Regions from separate parts of the Mus musculus genome. Here regions 1 and 2 are each linked to region 3. Evidence: chromatin contacts called from public promoter capture Hi-C data. All regions are on one chromosome and are shown on one strand. Each heading gives the region's core, a stretch centred on a gene start, on an enhancer-like site or on the middle of the called end of the contact. The rest is flanking DNA. Distances are from core to core; before and after follow the strand shown. Region 1 overlaps Col4a1 (collagen, type IV, alpha 1). Region 2 overlaps Arhgef7 (Rho guanine nucleotide exchange factor (GEF7)). Region 3 overlaps Cars2 (cysteinyl-tRNA synthetase 2 (mitochondrial)(putative)).

Region 1 (2,700 bases), core at 17-2,516, 320 kb after region 3:
AACTAACTTTCTGTGGTTTTTCTTTTTAGCTTTCCTTGGAAAACAGGTAGAAAATGTTTATTATTGATGTCTCTTGGTTACTTTTGGAATGGCGTCTATGCTGGTCTTGACTTGGTTGAAGACACAGGCCCAGGGAAACTGTGTGTCTCATTCTTTTCTCCATGGGCATTTGTCTTCACAAAGTTCCTGTTCTGTGAGCACACCTGAGATGTATACCTAAAATTTGGCATTTCAGGGTTCTTTATGTCCCTGCAGCTTGAGGGGCCCTTCAGGTCTCACCCAGCCACACAGGCATCTCTAATTCCCTGTTGTAGGGATGTGGCCTCCTCCCTGGGCTGAGAGTTACTTTAGCTTGATGGTTTCCAGCAATGTCTCAGGACTTCCAGGTCCCTTCTCTCCTGTGGGAAGACCCAAAAGCTTAATTTTAGAAACATTGACATAAATCTTTCCTTTTGAGTTTTGAGCCGAAGAGATGTCAGCTGCTTTCTTTATCCTGTTGGCTACAATTTCTAAGTACTTTCTACAGACAGGAGTGGCCATAAAGCCACAATTCCATCACCTGAGAGAAATGACCGGTGGTCAGAGCGGAAGGGAATTTGTGATGGCCTGGGCTGTGACACTAACCACAGCTGTCCTTCTCTTTGGCCTGCCCCTCCTCTCCCCCCTAGCACCAAAGCATCCTGGGAAGAAGGGCACTTTATTTCCCATGCCTGAAAGGCAGAAGGCAGCAGATGGACAAGGCCATTTCAATTTCAGTGGCTGGTGTTTAATGGAACCTTTTAGTTCATCTACATTTATGTGACTAAAGTAGAGAGAGTGTGTGTGCATGCATACACACACACACACAGACACATGCACACACAGACAGACAGAAGCACATACACATATGTGTGCATGTCCACACAGACAGACACACACAGAGACAGACAGACAGACAGACAGACACACACACACACACACACACATACGCACGCACGAATGCACAGCACAGAAAATGGAATGACTAATCTAGCCGCCCGCCCACCCACTTCCTGTCCACGCATGCAGAACTTGTGTAATTATTCACACGTTTGTACTCATTTAGCAGCGTGGCTAACACTCTCTTCACTCTGTGACTGGAATGTAATTATTTTGCTGCTGCTGTTTGTGTTTTTAAGCAGTGCACTCCCCCACCATCCAGTACTCCCTTACTTGAGTGAGCTTTAGAACACCCGACCACGCTGTGGTTTTCACTCACTCTGGGGTGACTTGTCATGGCTGGGCTTGAGCTAGCCTGTCCCAGGAGGGACTTTGTCCTCAGGAGGGGCCAGAACAGTGATTCCCTCTGCCACGGTTATGACGATCCCATTGTTCCTCTTATAGAATAGTTTAAAAAAAAATCAACTGCTTTTGAATTGAATGTTTTAGGAGTGAGACGGGCTTGTACAACCAAAGAGGAGTCCCTGAGCCTGAGTCCTGGCACTGGCCACATTATTTATTCACTTAGATTTGAGCCAGAGAACCAGGGAGAGAGGGCAAGGGATGGGTCATCCCCAGGACCATCCACACGGAATGCCTGCTTCCTCTCTTCCAGGTGTGCGGTTTGTGAAGCACCGGCCATGGTGATGGCGGTACACAGTCAGACCATTCAGATTCCGCAGTGCCCTAACGGTTGGTCCTCACTGTGGATCGGCTATTCCTTCGTGATGGTGAGTGTTTGGGAGACTACATTTCCTTGGGAGGGCCCCCATTGATGTCGTTATCTCCTCTATGACTCCAAACTTCCCAGATCATCCCTTGTTGAATGTAACTTGGAGCCTGGTCTGTTGCTCTTGCGGTCTACAGTGCGCCCAGGGCTCCCTGCTCCTCTGTGTTGGGAGCTGCTGCCTCCCATGAGCAGGGAGCGCCTAGAGTGTGGACTAGAGTGTGGACTAGAGTGTGGACTAGAGTGTGGACTAGAGTGTGGACTCTCCGTAGTCATGTGACCAGCACCCGCAGCCTGACCAGCTCCCTCCTGTATTGTTAACACACAGGAGCTTTAAAGCAGAGAGCACTCGATGGGTGGGAACATGGGTACCCCTGTAAGCTTACACTGCTCCTGCCAAAATGGTGGCCAGGAGAATGATCCTCCCAGGCTAATACCCAGGATGCACCTGGGCAGTGAGGTACGCTCTTCTATCACCTGGCTGGTTTTGGATGTTTGTTGGCTCCTTGTAACCTTTCCTTTAAAAAGCCAGTTATGGCAGGGGCGATTCCCTGTGTGAGGAGCTCATTGTGGCTTCTTTGGTTTTATCATCATGCTGAAAAGTATGGACTGAGTGCCCACAAGTCCTGAACTAGTAAGAAAACGGGGAGGAATTTACCAACTTCAAGTAAGCATTCTAAGCAGACATCTTTAAAATTCTCGGGCAGAACCAATTTGTTCATCTGACCTGCAAACTGATGTTAGTATTTGATAGGAAAAGGGCTTCCTAATTATTTTCTAAGAAAGCTGGGTGCTCCCCTCTCAGTGGGAGGAGCTGGTGTCTGGTTTCTGGGATTGCGTAGAGGCCTGAGTGTCCCAGCCTGGCCAGCAGACCTGGATGGTGGACTACCATGGCTGTTGAGCAGTTTTTTTTTTTTTTTTTGGCTCAAAGTCTGTGAGCCTGGGATGACTAGGAGGGACCTGGAACCTTCCCGAGGAGGCATCCTGGCTCCTTCCTAGGGACGATGAATCTCTCT
Region 2 (2,776 bases), core at 93-2,592, 290 kb before region 3:
CAGCCTCAAAACAGGCCATTACTGTGAGAGCGGCGAATGGAAGTCATGTTGCCTTACTGTGTGTGATGGCACCGAGTGGGGTTTGATGGTGGGGTTGCTCACAGATGTGACCTTCGTCTGCTTCTGCAGGTGTTCCACCCACTCGTGTAAGTCCTGCTGGCTGGTGCAGGACACCAGAATCCGCTCGATCATGCTCCCTAGAGAGGAGGGGCACAGTGAGTACACATAAGCACATGTACACACACACCCAGGACCCAAAGCCACCTCACACACCCTCAGACATATATAAGGCTCTTCACTCAAGGACATGGCACTGGCACAGTGTGGATACATTACCTGATATCTCAAATGCATTCCTATGGTTTTCACTGTCCTCAAGCTTTGTGATTGTCATTCCTGTTGTTGGCAGCTTCCCCTACAAAAGACCCCCCAAAACAATGTTTTCCTAATAAAGAAGGGACCACACACATTAAATGACTTCACACGTGGCAGCAGAATTAAGTGTACAAAAGAGCTTAAAGGACACCTTAAAGAACAGTCAAACCAGATCAAGAACCCAAACTGAACCAAAGCAGGATCTTGACCCAATGGGTGATTCTATGAGTGGAAGACAGAAGACGGAGCCAGGGTGCACAGTGGCTGCTTTAACGGCATATGACAGAGAACTCACTGCCTCACAGAGAAAGGAGTTAGGAGTTTGAAGAGCCAGCTGATGAGTAATGGAGACAAAAACACAGAGAGAGACAATTCAAACAGGAAATAAGCCGTGATGTCAAACGGATGCCACAGGGTGCCCAAGTGGCAGTCAGTCTGTCTGTAAAATGGGAGGGATTCTCCATGAAGCAGGAAATGCCAGCTGAGAAAAACAGGGGGACAAAGCTCATTTAAACAGTAAAAGCCAGCAGGCAACAGCTTTCCCTGGGCCATATAAACTGTGACAGCCAGCTGCCAAAGGCCACATCTTTACAAAGAGAACAGGGTTTTCACCAGCAGACAGGAGACAGGAGTTGTGCTGATGAGTTTTGTCCACTTGATACAACTAAAGCTATCAGCAGGAGAAAAGCCCAACAGAGGGACTGTCAGCCTTCCTGGGGCCCACAGACAAGCCTGCCCGGGTACTTTTGATTAGTGACTGACAGCAGGAGGCCCAGCCCACCATGCAAAATGCCACCTCTGGGCAGAGGCTTCAAAACCTTAGAAAGGCATGGCGGGTGGGGGGGAGCAGGGGAAGGCAGGCAGCAGGGCACTCCTTCTTATTCTCCTTCTCTGTTCCTGCTTGTCCTGCACTATCCTCAGGGATGGACTGTGACCTGGACATGGGAGTCAAACTGCTTATGATGTGTAAACAGAGGTCCAAAGCAAACAAGGAAAACTACCGACGACGGTTTCCCTATCTTGTGCCCTACTCCAGGCAAAAAACAAACCAAACAAACAAGTCACCCAGTCCAAACAGTTGAGGGCCAGGCTGAAAGCGCAACAGAGGCCTAACCCCTCAGTGGCTGAGGACAAGAAGCCCCACAGAGGAGTGTTGGCTGCGCTTTCCCAGCAGCCGCCTCTTATCTTCAGCCATGGAGCCGCAGTCCCACTGCCAGAGCTGCCATCCCCAAAGCCAAGGAGGTTCTGTTTTTAAGACGACTCTTGCTATGTAGCCCAAGCTAGCCTAAAAAATCTTGATTTTTCTGCCTTAGCCTCCAAGCACTGGAGGTGATGATCACCACAGGGCTAATCAGCATACTCCTGGGAACAAAGATGGCCCTGGTACAGAGATGGCATCTCTAGGAGCACGCTGCAGCAACAGCAGACAGCCCCTGCACAAGTGCCAGCCTAGGTTGGGGCTCTAGGGTATGGAGTGGAGCCAGAAACAGGCATCTCTCAACAGGGAGCTGCCACCCGGGCACCTTAGCCACCCAGAAGGTCTCACCAATGGAAGCCTCAGGTTTCTGACTCTTCCCATGCATATTTGCTCGGCCATCTATCTGTAAAGGCTCCCTTGGGACACCTGTGGTAACTAGCCCTCCTAGGGACAGACCAAGCCACATCTATTTTCCACAGGACAACATAAAACACACACATCAGAGAAAAGCCGGTTGAAAGTGAAACAACAACATCCACTAAAATAGTATGTGGAGGCTAGCCAGTCCTTGAGACAGGATCACTGATAGCATCTCCCAGACCCTACCTAATGTCCCCACCATTGGTGGGGACTAACAGAAAAGAGTCCCTCACACTCTCTCTTACAACTAACTCTCAAACGTTCTCCAAGAAATGGTGACAAACCAAGACACTAAAAGAAAGTTTACTAACAGTTTACTAAGGTTAAATGATCAGGTTCCAAGTCCAGAGTTTTGGGATGTTCTACCCCTTACTGAAGACCTTAGCCCTCAGCACCTAGCTGAACCTACCTTGGGCAGAATGGAACATGAAAGCCCAGAGAAGCAATGTGCTTTGCAGAGGACAATGCGGTCAGGGAGAGATGGATGTGGGCTGTTCACTGCTCTCCAGTCACATCAAAAGATGCAACAGACGTGAACACACAGAGTTCTTACACAGAGTCACGACATGGTACCACACGTGGCACACACAGGTGAGTACAACATTAATACATTCAATTCAAAGGAGAACAATTGCCACATCCACTACAAACAAAAACTACAATCAGTGTAGCTGTGTTTACCTGATAGATGAAACCACTCATCCTGGGACTTGCAGACAACATGAGCAGAAGGTTTGGGAAGAGCAGGAGGTATCTCTCATTCTTCTCCTAATAGTAAAAAGA
Region 3 (2,700 bases), core at 77-2,576:
ACACACACACACACACACACACACACACACACACACACTCACATGCCAGTTAATTTTAAAATGCCTTGGCTAGCTCAAAGCCTGGGCAGTTCCAATCTTCCCCACAGCTAGCACACATTTCCTTCCTGTAATCCTGGCTTAACGCTCTCTAATTCTTCATTTTATCTTTGTTGCCCTGGCTCCTTCTGGGCAGCCCCCTAGTCTTTGCTTGCCCAAGACGCTTCTGGGCAGCTCTTTTGGGGGCTGCATTCCTTCTCACCTACATTTTAGATGATTTTCCTCTGCGACTCTAAATCTGATCATCTCCCTCCAAATCATGCCAATTCCTCTCTTTTCTCTCTCCCAGTCTCTAGCTAATCTAAAAGTCCTGCCTCAGTCTACCAGGCCACTGGCCATTGCTTCTTTATTGATCGATCAAAACCCAACTGGGGACAAGGACCTTCAGCTTCTTGGTTTTGGGGGCTGGGTTAATTCAAAGCATTGGAACCGATCCTCTACCCTCTCCTCGACTCTCCTCTCATTTTTTACTTTTAGCCAGTCTACGTTTGCCCTCGGCCCATGGTTCTGTAGGGTGAGGTGCTCCTGCCGCACAGTTAAGGATATCTGTCAGGTTCCTGGTGGTCCTTGTTCTGGTGACCACCGTGAGCTTAGTCTATGTCACAGTTGACTTGAAAGTTCACTTTCTAGAAGTCCAGTGGAGGTGGAGCCCATGTGGGAGCCTCTGCCCCTGGGATCCCTCTGCTGGCCATGCTGTCTTTCCAAGCTGTAGCTCGCTCGCTTGCTTCCTTTTAAAATTCATTTATTCACTTTATATCCCAATCGCTGTCCCTCCACCTCCCCAGTCCTTCCTCCTTCCCCTTCTCTTCTGAGAGGGTGGAAGTCCTCCCAGGTATCTCCCCAACTGAGTACACAGGTTGAGGTGCCTGTAAGATGAGATTATATAAAGTGGTTAGCTAGTGAGGGCCTGCCTTGCCTGGGAATCTCCCCAGCACGGGGGTTATCAGGTGCCAGCTCCTTCTCTCTATAGGTTCTCTCCATGGTGGCAACATCTCCAAGATCGGCTGTCACCGTATGCTGCCGCCTGGCCTCCTGGCAGGTCAGCTCTTTACTTTGAGTTCTCTGGCCCTTATTTACACAGGTGACATCTGGTTTCACTCTCAGGTGACCCTGACCAGGTTGTGTGATGGAACCAGAGAAGTATAGACACTTGGTGACATCTCAGTACAGAGCAGGGACACACTGAACAATAGTGTCTGTGAGCACCTTTGTCCACAGCAACTCCCCGATATCACCCCTCCTTTTCTGTTCCTGAGGACTCTGCAGGACTGCAGGCTGTCGGGGCGGAGCCTCCTGGACTCCTGTTTGCATTGCTGCTTTGACTCCATAGCAGAGCCTTCCAGAGGCCCAAAAGGAAAACAAGATCTGCCTCTCAGATGTGACCTCCATGGTGGTACAACTGACCCTGTCCACATTCTGCACAAGGGACTTTTAAACAGAGTCACCCAGCTTCCTTTCTGGAGCAAGGTAGAGAGCACAGCTTGCAGGTTACTCCAGGTCTGAAAAGAAGACGGCGGCTTTTAGAAAATGAGAGGCCTTCAGAGATGAAACGTCTGTAATGTTATAGCTGTAGATTGTGCTGATTCCACAAAAAAAATAAAATAAAAAAAATGGCAGAAGGGCAGAGAAGACATGGGATGCAGAATGGGTCCAGGCCTCAACACCCCAGGCCGTCGTGGCCCTTTTTGCTGGACATGCCAGTGTCAGGAGCCCCCAGATGAGATGACTGCAGCCATAGGCTCCAAAAGGGAAGCTCACAGTTGTAGCTGTTGTGCAGGAAGCTCTGTGCTTAGCTGACATCTGCAAAGGGTTTCTAAAACAACAGTGGAAGAACCCCAGCTCGCCTGGTGCTGTGGCAGTTGGGAGGACTCAGTAGAGCCCCATGCAGCCTCTGAGGGAAGAGGGTACTGGTTTTCAGATCTGTAAGCCTCCCTTCTGGGTCCCCACAGTTGTGATGCGTCACCTTAGCATGCTGTGTGTGACCTCTAAGCTCATCCAGCCTCGTGTCCACCCAGGATGCCGCTCTCCTTGGTTGTATGTCCACACTGACAGATGGGGACATGAACAGGACACAGGCTGACAGAGTCACGCTTGGTAGTATGTGCAGCATGGTGGACAAGGGGTCTGAGCCAGCAGGTGGTCTATGAATTCAGGCAACAGAGAAACCTCATAATAATGGGGCGGTGCATGCAGGAGATGGCACTTGAAATTGTAGGGCTGTCACTCACCAAGGCCACATGTTTATCTCATGTACACTTGAATGCATGCAGACATTCACTTACCCTTATGCATACTCAGACACACGTGCACCTACGTTCACTGCATAAGTGCACACACACACTTGTATACATTCATACATATGCACACATACACACTCAGATACGTGTACACATACATACATACACTCATGTGCGCTTATAGGCACACACAAACTTGTCTATGCATTCACACTCATGTACACTCACATAGATACATGTACACACTCACATATCCACAGACACAGGTACATATGTACTCGCAGATACACACAGACACAGAGACATAGACACAGACAGACAGACAGACAGACAGGCAGACACACACACACACACACACACACACACACACACACGGCAGCCTGGTGAAGCCCAGAGCTTTGTCATG

The links. Capture Hi-C pulls out chosen DNA fragments and counts their contacts.
Region 1: a contact with region 3 is called in a promoter capture Hi-C map of pancreatic islet. The contact joins two enhancer-like sites. A contact is called at or near these places in 1 of 39 promoter capture datasets (liver) and 2 of 9 other capture datasets (adipose tissue and pancreatic islet).
Region 2: a contact with region 3 is called in a promoter capture Hi-C map of pancreatic islet. The contact joins two enhancer-like sites. A contact is called at or near these places in 4 of 39 promoter capture datasets (embryonic stem cells, hippocampal neurons and liver) and 2 of 9 other capture datasets (liver and pancreatic islet).

The regions. Positions count from the first base shown.
Region 1 is chr8:11,201,882-11,204,581 of GRCm38.p6, reverse strand. Col4a1 (collagen, type IV, alpha 1) reads left to right here. Exons shown (of 52, transcript NM_009931.2): 50 at 1,574-1,688. Gm15418 (a long non-coding RNA gene) reads right to left here. Exons shown (of 3, transcript XR_003947509.1): 3 at 1-398. Among named protein-coding and RNA genes, the nearest start is that of Gm15418, 16 kb to the right of the region's middle. Within about 2 kb of position 1,266, at least 17 of the 459 cell types and tissues checked have an H3K27ac peak or open chromatin away from gene starts, as enhancers often do. A contact at or near this core is called in pancreatic islet, where this site is marked.
Region 2 is chr8:11,812,582-11,815,357 of GRCm38.p6, reverse strand. It overlaps Arhgef7 (Rho guanine nucleotide exchange factor (GEF7)), which reads right to left. Exons shown (of 22, transcript NM_001372321.1): 13 at 2,675-2,761; 14 at 337-415; 15 at 58-197. Among named protein-coding and RNA genes, the nearest start is that of Tex29, 27 kb to the left of the region's middle. Within about 2 kb of position 1,342, at least 10 of the 459 cell types and tissues checked have an H3K27ac peak or open chromatin away from gene starts, as enhancers often do. A contact at or near this core is called in pancreatic islet, where this site is marked.
Region 3 is chr8:11,520,832-11,523,531 of GRCm38.p6, reverse strand. All of the region lies in intron 9 of Cars2 (cysteinyl-tRNA synthetase 2 (mitochondrial)(putative)), which reads left to right. Among named protein-coding and RNA genes, the nearest start is that of Naxd, 25 kb to the right of the region's middle. Within about 2 kb of position 1,326, at least 6 of the 459 cell types and tissues checked have an H3K27ac peak or open chromatin away from gene starts, as enhancers often do. A contact at or near this core is called in pancreatic islet, where this site is marked.